Linked DNA regions of Hordeum vulgare: region 1 is linked to region 2. The links are chromatin contacts, called in public Hi-C maps. All regions are on one chromosome and are shown on one strand. Each heading gives the region's core, a stretch centred on a gene start, on an enhancer-like site or on the middle of the called end of the contact. The rest is flanking DNA. Distances are from core to core; before and after follow the strand shown.

Region 1 (3,870 bases), core at 247-2,746, 340 kb after region 2:
AACGGACGAAGTCGATGTTGGCAATGCGCCGCTCCAGTCTTTCCAGGCCTGGGAGCACATCGGGGACGAAAGCACGCGACGGTGCTGCCATCATCGGGCATGCGTAGACGGGGACCTGCACAAAACTTGTATGCCATGTCGAGGAGGCTAGCAGAGAAGGACTCGATGATGGTTGCGACACAAATAGGTGGGGGGCATGTTTCTCGCGGTGGTCGGAGTAGACGAAGTGGTCGGGGTAGACGATGACAACACCGATGATGAGCTGGTGCTGGACGGAGATGAAGGGGGTGGACATGCAGCGCGGCTCGGGTGAGCGAGCTACAACGGCGCCGAAGGAGAGTGGCGGCGGCGGCCTGACGGCGGCGACAATGGCTAGTTAGGAGCGCGACGGTGATGCTCGAAAGGCGAGGAAGAACCCGACAGTGTGACGAAGACCGGCGCGGACGATGGCGTTCCCACGCCGACGGAGATGGAGCGACACATACCACAAGAAGTCGACGCGCGGGGATGGCGGAGTGGACCGCGCACCGCGGCGCTACGACCCGATGGGCGATGAAGCGACAATGCGTGGGTCGGGGCGATGACGGGAAGACCTCGGGGCGGCGGCGTGGACCGCGACGGGACGGCCCAAGGGGCGGCGTAGCGGCGGTGCGTGGGACGGTGCAGCCATGGGGATGGTCTCGGGCGGCGGCGGCGACCGCGTGTCATGGCGCTACAATCCGAAGAGGCGATGTAGCGGTGACTCAGGGGCCGCGAGGACTGCGTGTTGCGACAGTACAACCCAAAGGGGCGATGTAGCGGCAATGCCGAGTCGGTGCAGCCGCGGGAGAACCAAGGGGCAACGACGCTGCGACTCAACAGGGCGACACGGCGGCAACTTGATGCTCGATCGGTGAAGGGCACGTTGTACTCGAGACAATCTTCATGGGACTTGTGGAGGCGCCCGTGACCGACGAGACAGATCGGTCGCACACCATGTTAAAAGGGAGGAGAGGGATATGTGAAATGATTGTTGTATTGCTTGAGCTTAGGAGTATAATGATCAACTTAAAGTACAAAATAAGATAGAATAAGTCCTAACTTATCTTATGCTTTTTCTAATAATCAATATACTCGAACCATACTATCTCTAACTAAAACACGGTATAGTGGATAGTTTTATCCAGGGAACATCATCGAACATCTCCAAATGATAGACAAGAACACATTGCCAGAAGTATCATAGACACGAGTGGGCCACCACCCCCGTCGCCCACTTGTGCTGGGTAGATTCCGGGAGCCCCCTAGCAAAAAGAAAAAAAGAAGAAGAGGAAAGGAATAGCATCGCCACCTCCGGACATGCGTGTGCGATTCCACCCAGTAGCAAGCGAGCCCGCAGCAGATCCCCGTCCCACTTGTCCGCCCCCGCATTATCTTAATATTATTCTGGTCCACTACCCGCCACATCTCCCACCAGCCACATTTGATCCCCCCCTCCCCTCCCCTCCCCCACATATGGCACCCCAGCTCCCGCTGCCTCCCCTCCTCCTCTCCCCGTCCCGTCGCCGCCTCCTCACCCGCCGCCGCCGCCGACGCACCGCACCTCAACCAGCAGCGGCCTGAAGGGAGGGAGCGCGCGAGCGGTGCGGCATGGACATCGACCCTTCCTCCGTCTCCCACGCGGACGGCGGGGGCGACCTGTGGCCCTTCGACTCGCTCACCACGTCCCTCTTCTTCTCCTCCGTCTCCTCCTCCCCGCCGCTCCACCCGCTGCCCGTCGCCTCCTCCTCGTGGCTTACCCCGCCCTCGCCGCTCTGGCTCTTCGACGACCGCCAGATGATGCCCATCGAGGTGGGCCCTGCGCCCGCCGCGGCGCCGGACAACACTGCCGCCGTCGCCGCCGCCGTCGCGGAGGAGGTCTGCCACCGAGCCCGCTCCGGTAAGCCTCATCATACCTCGCTTCATCGCTTGGTATCGATCCTTGCTTCGTCTGCTGCTTCCTGGATCGTACGGGACGTTCATTAGAGGGGTTCGTGATTTTGTTCTCCTATTTCTGGCTTGGCCTGCCGACGGAATCTTTCTGCTCCAGAGCTGGAACAGAGGGGCAGCTGGAATCTTGCTGTTATCCTAGTCCTTATCTTCTCTGTACGATCCGCGAAGTTTCCCAGCTTTGCGTTTGACTTTTTTGGGGGGCTCCTTTTGGCACGTTTCTCGGCTGCATATGATTCGGCTCATAAATCTCTCGGGGAAATAGTAGAATATTTCTGCTTGCTAATCCAAACAAGGCGGATAAAATGTTGTAAAGCTTCATCAGCTTTGTTGCAGTGATAGGCTTGCCGTGTTTAATTAGTGTGAACAAGCCCGGCTTTCCGTCTGGGTCTGACTACGTGGGGGTAATGCGTGCTTTCTTATGCAAATGATTGGAAAAATATTGGTTGATAGCTTATTGGATTCCACTAGGCGTATGGAGGTACTTTCCAATTACTGTATTATTACTATATATATGCATACAGAAAGGGTGTCATTTTCTTGTGCTATTGTTGCATGAGTCATTTACTTTACCCAGTGCCGTATACTGCTTTTTTGCGGTGCCCCTTATTAGTGGTGGTATGATGCCTCTAAAGCGGTATTTAGTACTAGATATACATTAGTGGTGGGGTATGACGCACATACTAGATTGTATTCAAAGTTGAAGCTGTTGGATAAGGCCTTACTTTGTCTCATTACATTATTGTTAGTATTTTTACAAGGGAGACAATGAGATGTACTTTGCCGTGCTAAATAAACTAGGACCTCTCCATTTCGTTGGTTGGTGTTTCAAGAAATGCGCTTGGCTTGATGATTGTGTGTGTGCTACTGTTGATTTGTTTCACTTTACTGTAAGCATCCATGCGTTGCAGTTAACAAACTTTATGGCTTTTCGGCAACATATTTTCCGTTCATGAAATAGGTATCGCTTGTCACATATTTACATGAGCGTAATGTGTTAGACTGGATGGATGATTCATAGATAATTGTATTGCTAATTTAATGGCATTCCTTTCTTATTTATTATGTTCCTAGCCACATTTCCCTTACAATACTGCATTCCATTCTGCTAACTAGGGAATTCGGACACGCCAATTAAGAAGACCGAACGTCTTAACAACAAATGGCAATTTAACCTAGCTCTGCATGACGATAGCACGAACAGCTCATGCTTGTTCAAGGAGAAGCTGACTCATGCTCTCAGGTACTTCAAGGAGTCAACAGATCAACACTTGTTGGTCCAGGTTTGGGCGCCGGTTAAGAGTGGAGATCGCTATGTGCTTACTACATCAGGACAACCCTTTGTACTTGACCACCAGAGCATTGGGCTGCTTCAGTACAGGGCTGTATCCATGATGTACATGTTTTCAGTAGACGGAGATAATGCTGGAGAGCTTGGATTACCTGGGCGTGTCTACAAGCAAAAGGTGCCTGAGTGGACACCAAATGTGCAGTATTATAGCAGCACCGAGTACCCACGCCTTAACCATGCCATCAGTTACAACGTTCATGGTACTGTTGCCTTGCCTGTTTTTGATCCTTCTGTTCAATCATGTATTGCTGTCGTTGAACTTATAATGACATCGAAGAAGATAAACTATGCTGATGAGGTCGATAAAGTCTGCAAAGCTCTTGAGGTTAGTGTTTTCTTTGTCCCATCACGTTTCTTTTATGTCACATGAGGCATTGCTTGGATATGTAGATTGTGGACATTATATTCTTAGCAATAATATTTGTGCTATATGCAGGCAGTAAATCTTAAAAGCACCGAGATATTGGAGCATCCAAATGTTCAGGTTAGCATCCAACCAATAGGAACAGTAACAGTTGCTGTTTTTACTATGGGGGGTTGATTTATGTGTT
Region 2 (3,818 bases), core at 276-2,775:
GAGCAAGGGGTTTTCTGTGATATTTAATTAAATCTCAAACGGTTTTCTAGAAGAAGGCTTGCATCCATACTATCCAGCGCACGCGGCCCTCACAGCCACAGGCATGTGGGCCAACCGCCAGCTGTCATGCCATGGGACTGCACATATATCGGCATACACATGGAGGCACCGAATATGCTCCGTGCAACAAGTTATAGCATTATTTTTGTGTATTTTGCCTGTTTGCGCGCCAAACTGATTGCAACCCACAAGTAAAAGCATCCGTGATGTATTTAACTTCAAAATTTACATACTTCCTCATAAAGAAAACTTTTGAATTCTTTATGTAGTGCTTGGTTCATCGGATAAAAGTTGTGTTAATTTGCTTTAAACTAACAGAAAATCATGGTAATATTTCTTTTTGTCTTTATACGTGTTTTTGAAGAAATTTAATTATTGACTAGTTTTGAATAACAAATTCAAAAGAGTGGATGTGAAAAAAAAATGAACATGTGTGTGAGAAAATGTCCATATACTGAGGAAATATGGTCATGAAACTAAAATAGATTATTATTTTTGAAATTCTAATCCATTTAATAAAGTGTTCTAACATTTTAAAGTAACATTATAAAAAGTGCTAGGGTTCTAGACAAGCTGATATTATTATTAATAAATTATGTTCCATATTTTCGTAAGATATTTGTGTGATGAAAAATGATGATGCATTAAAAACGGTATTCATGTTTTTTTTCTTGAAATTGTGTCGGCAATTTCTTTATTGTTCACGCCTTTTAAATAACCTTAGATGAACCCATCACGTTGTTGTTGGAATGTTTTGCAATATATATTAATAAAATTTGGTTGTATGGTACATGCATATTTAGAGTAACATGAAAACAAAAACAAAAATACATATGTTTTTATTGGCCTTGATTATTGCATAGTTGTAAAATACTTATTAAAAAATATCATAATAGAAATGAAATTCATGCATCTTGGAGAATGAGGCGGCATGCCTACATGTCAAGGTAAATAGGTTAATGAGGGTTAGCTATTGAGGTATATATATGTATTTGTCTAAAAAATAGTAAGAAGGATATAAAAGGAAACTGAAAACGGAATAGTAATAAATAAAACATGAATAAAAAGGAAGAAGTCACATGAAAAAATAAAACCTATAGGGAAAATGCTAAAACTGGATAAATTTTGGTTAAATAAACAGACATTATATTATTAAATAATTAATAAAGATAGTTGCATGCATCGATTGATGAAGAAGCCGGGGGTTCGACATTTTTTCATAAAAAGGAAAACAAGATGATGAAACCCTCTGAAGGAAATTGCTATTAGCCAGGTTGAAGAGTGGTGTAGGCTAGCGGCTGCTATTTTTTTTTCTAGAGTACCCTCCATGCTTTATTGATCAAAGTTGACCATAAGAGAGGTACAAAATGAATCATGAGATTGGTCAAACCAAAGGTGACATCCCTGATCCAAGGAATGACAAATTTCGGCTAAGCTATGTGCCTCAACATTCGGGGAGCTCCTAGGCAGCGCTGCACGCGCGACAATCCGATGCCTGCAACACTGTTAGCATGGGTCAGCCCGTTAGAATCCTTTCCAGTTTTTATTTTGATTTTTTTGTTCGAAAGTATAATTCTGAAATCAAAAAAGGTTAACAGATTTAAAGAAAAAAAAAGGTTCATTCATTTAAAAAAATCATATATTTAAAAAAGGTTCATCAACTTGAAAAAACGTTCATTGAAAATGAAAAAAATTCATCCAGTTTAGGTAAAGTTCGTTAACTTTTGAAAAAGTTAACAAATTTGTAAAATGTTTATAAAATTCAAAACAAGTTCTTTTATTTTTATAAAAAGTTCATTGAACTGAAAAAACGTTCATCCATTTTGAAAAAGATGTTCATCAAAATTCAAAAAAATCCAAAGATATTCAAAAAAGTTGATCAATCTTAAAAAATATTGGCTGAAATTTATAAAAAATCATCAATATTCAAAAAATTCAAAATATATTCAAAAAAGTTGATTAATCTTAAAAAATATTGGCTGAAATTTCAAAAAAAATCATCAATATTCAAATAAGTCATACAATTTTGAAAAGAAAAACATCAAATGGCGGCCAGATGGGCTGACCCATTTACGAACGCCACATGCGCTAGTTAACAAAATGCACGTTAACTGGCCGACATTCGAGACCCGGCCAACATTTGAGGCCCGGCCAACAAAATAGAATTTGCATTCTATTCAAACATTCGAGGCCCTGTACGAGAGGGACTGCTATTAGTTGCTATAAGCGAGAAATAGTGTTTAACTGGTGGGAGGTCTTATATGCCGCCTATAGCGTCGTATAAGAGACTGACACTTGAATATATTTACTCGTACTGCTCTTTTACTTATTTTTATATAAGATGTATAAAAGTCATTTATTTAATAAATTTATAAACAGAAAAATCAAGTTAGTAATGGAGAAATATAAATGTACATTGGAAAATACAAAATGTTCACGTACATGCATGTAAATGTTCGTATGTATAAATACCGATGTTCAACTCATATTTATAAAAATGTTCATCCATGTCGAAGTTAAAAACAATGTATTTGAAAAAAATCATATATTTGAGAGTAATTGTTCATACATGCTAAACAATTGTTCATGTAATTTCTTTAAAAAGGGTTACCTGACTCTAAGGAAGTCTTACATATTGCCTGAAAGGGAAAAGAGAAAAAGGAGAAAAACTCAGACCAGGAAAGGAAAAGCACAAAAAACTGAAGAAAAAAAGGAGAAAATTAAAACAAGCCAAAGTAAGATAAAACTTCATCAAACAAGGCAGGCTGAAATTTGGCTTGGCCGAGTAACTAGAGCGATTCACGCGGAGCGTCCTTAACTCTCGCTGCAGACTCCGGCAACCCATGGGTGGTCACTACAACCCAGGTCATCCTCTAAAGCTCTATCTTTTTCCGACATCGATGAAGCCCCCACACCCACATTTAGCATCGTCGGCTCACACATGAGCATCTCGTCATAGTCTCACCTTCGCCAATGATATCATAACCGGACACGACGTCTCTAGTCTTCAGTTTCGGCTTGATCTTTGAGCTAGAATCAGCGGGTTTTTTTTCGAATGTCGGTAATGGATTACCGAATTAAATGATCAAAGGGAATGACACAAACAGGAGCACATACAGGACTAGTCTAAGACAGACATGCATGAGTCGACAAGAAAGCCGAGCAAAAATAGCCAAAAAGGACGAAAGAAAAGGAGCAGAGGAAAAAGGAGAGAAAAAGGAAAAAACACCAACAAGTGCCAAGCACTCTCCGCTCAGCCAGGATCAAATGGGATGCCTGCTCCTGCCATATTCCAGTGCTGAATTTCATCATACACCTTGGTAATGAAAACAACCCTTGGCTTTTCTAGATTGTTGAAAAGACGCCGGTTCCTCTCGCGCCAAATTTCCCACAGGACCAAATGCAGTATTGTGAGAGTAGCTTTCCTTCTATCCGCGGTAGCTAAACTACATCTGTTACTCATCCATCTGTTCAGATCCGAATCATCATGCCATGTTGCCGAATCAAGAGAAGTCAAATTAGTCCTTGTCGCAATAGCGCCCCAAACATGCCTAGACCAAGGGCAGTCCACGAGAAGGTGGAAGGTGGTCTCAAGGTTTCACCGACAAAGTGGACAGAAATAGTCATTGACCCATCTGCGTCGTAGAAGGACATCAGCAGTAAGCACTTTTCCCAGGAGAGCAGTCCAGACGAAAAATTTGCATTTGGCAATGGCCCACGCGCCCCAGACAAGGTAATACCCATCAAAAAAGATCACC

What was found. A called contact is a pair of places that touch in the nucleus more often than the background predicts.
Region 1: a Hi-C map of leaf shows a contact between it and region 2, with 2.8 times the contacts expected there. The contact joins the promoter of LOC123443291 here to the enhancer-like site in region 2. A contact is called at or near these places in 2 of 6 Hi-C or Micro-C datasets (leaf and seedling).

The regions. Positions count from the first base shown.
Region 1 is chr3H:145,131,691-145,135,560 of MorexV3_pseudomolecules_assembly, forward strand. LOC123443291 (protein NLP3) reads left to right here and starts at 1,497. Exons shown (of 5, transcript XM_045119627.1): 1 at 1,497-1,918; 2 at 3,085-3,644; 3 at 3,756-3,803. The coding sequence starts at 1,630.
Region 2 is chr3H:144,791,541-144,795,358 of MorexV3_pseudomolecules_assembly, forward strand. No RefSeq gene overlaps it. Among protein-coding and RNA genes, the nearest start is that of LOC123439692, 150 kb to the left of the region's middle. Within about 2 kb of position 1,526, at least 2 of the 3 cell types and tissues checked have open chromatin away from gene starts, as enhancers often do. A contact at or near this core is called in leaf, where this site is marked.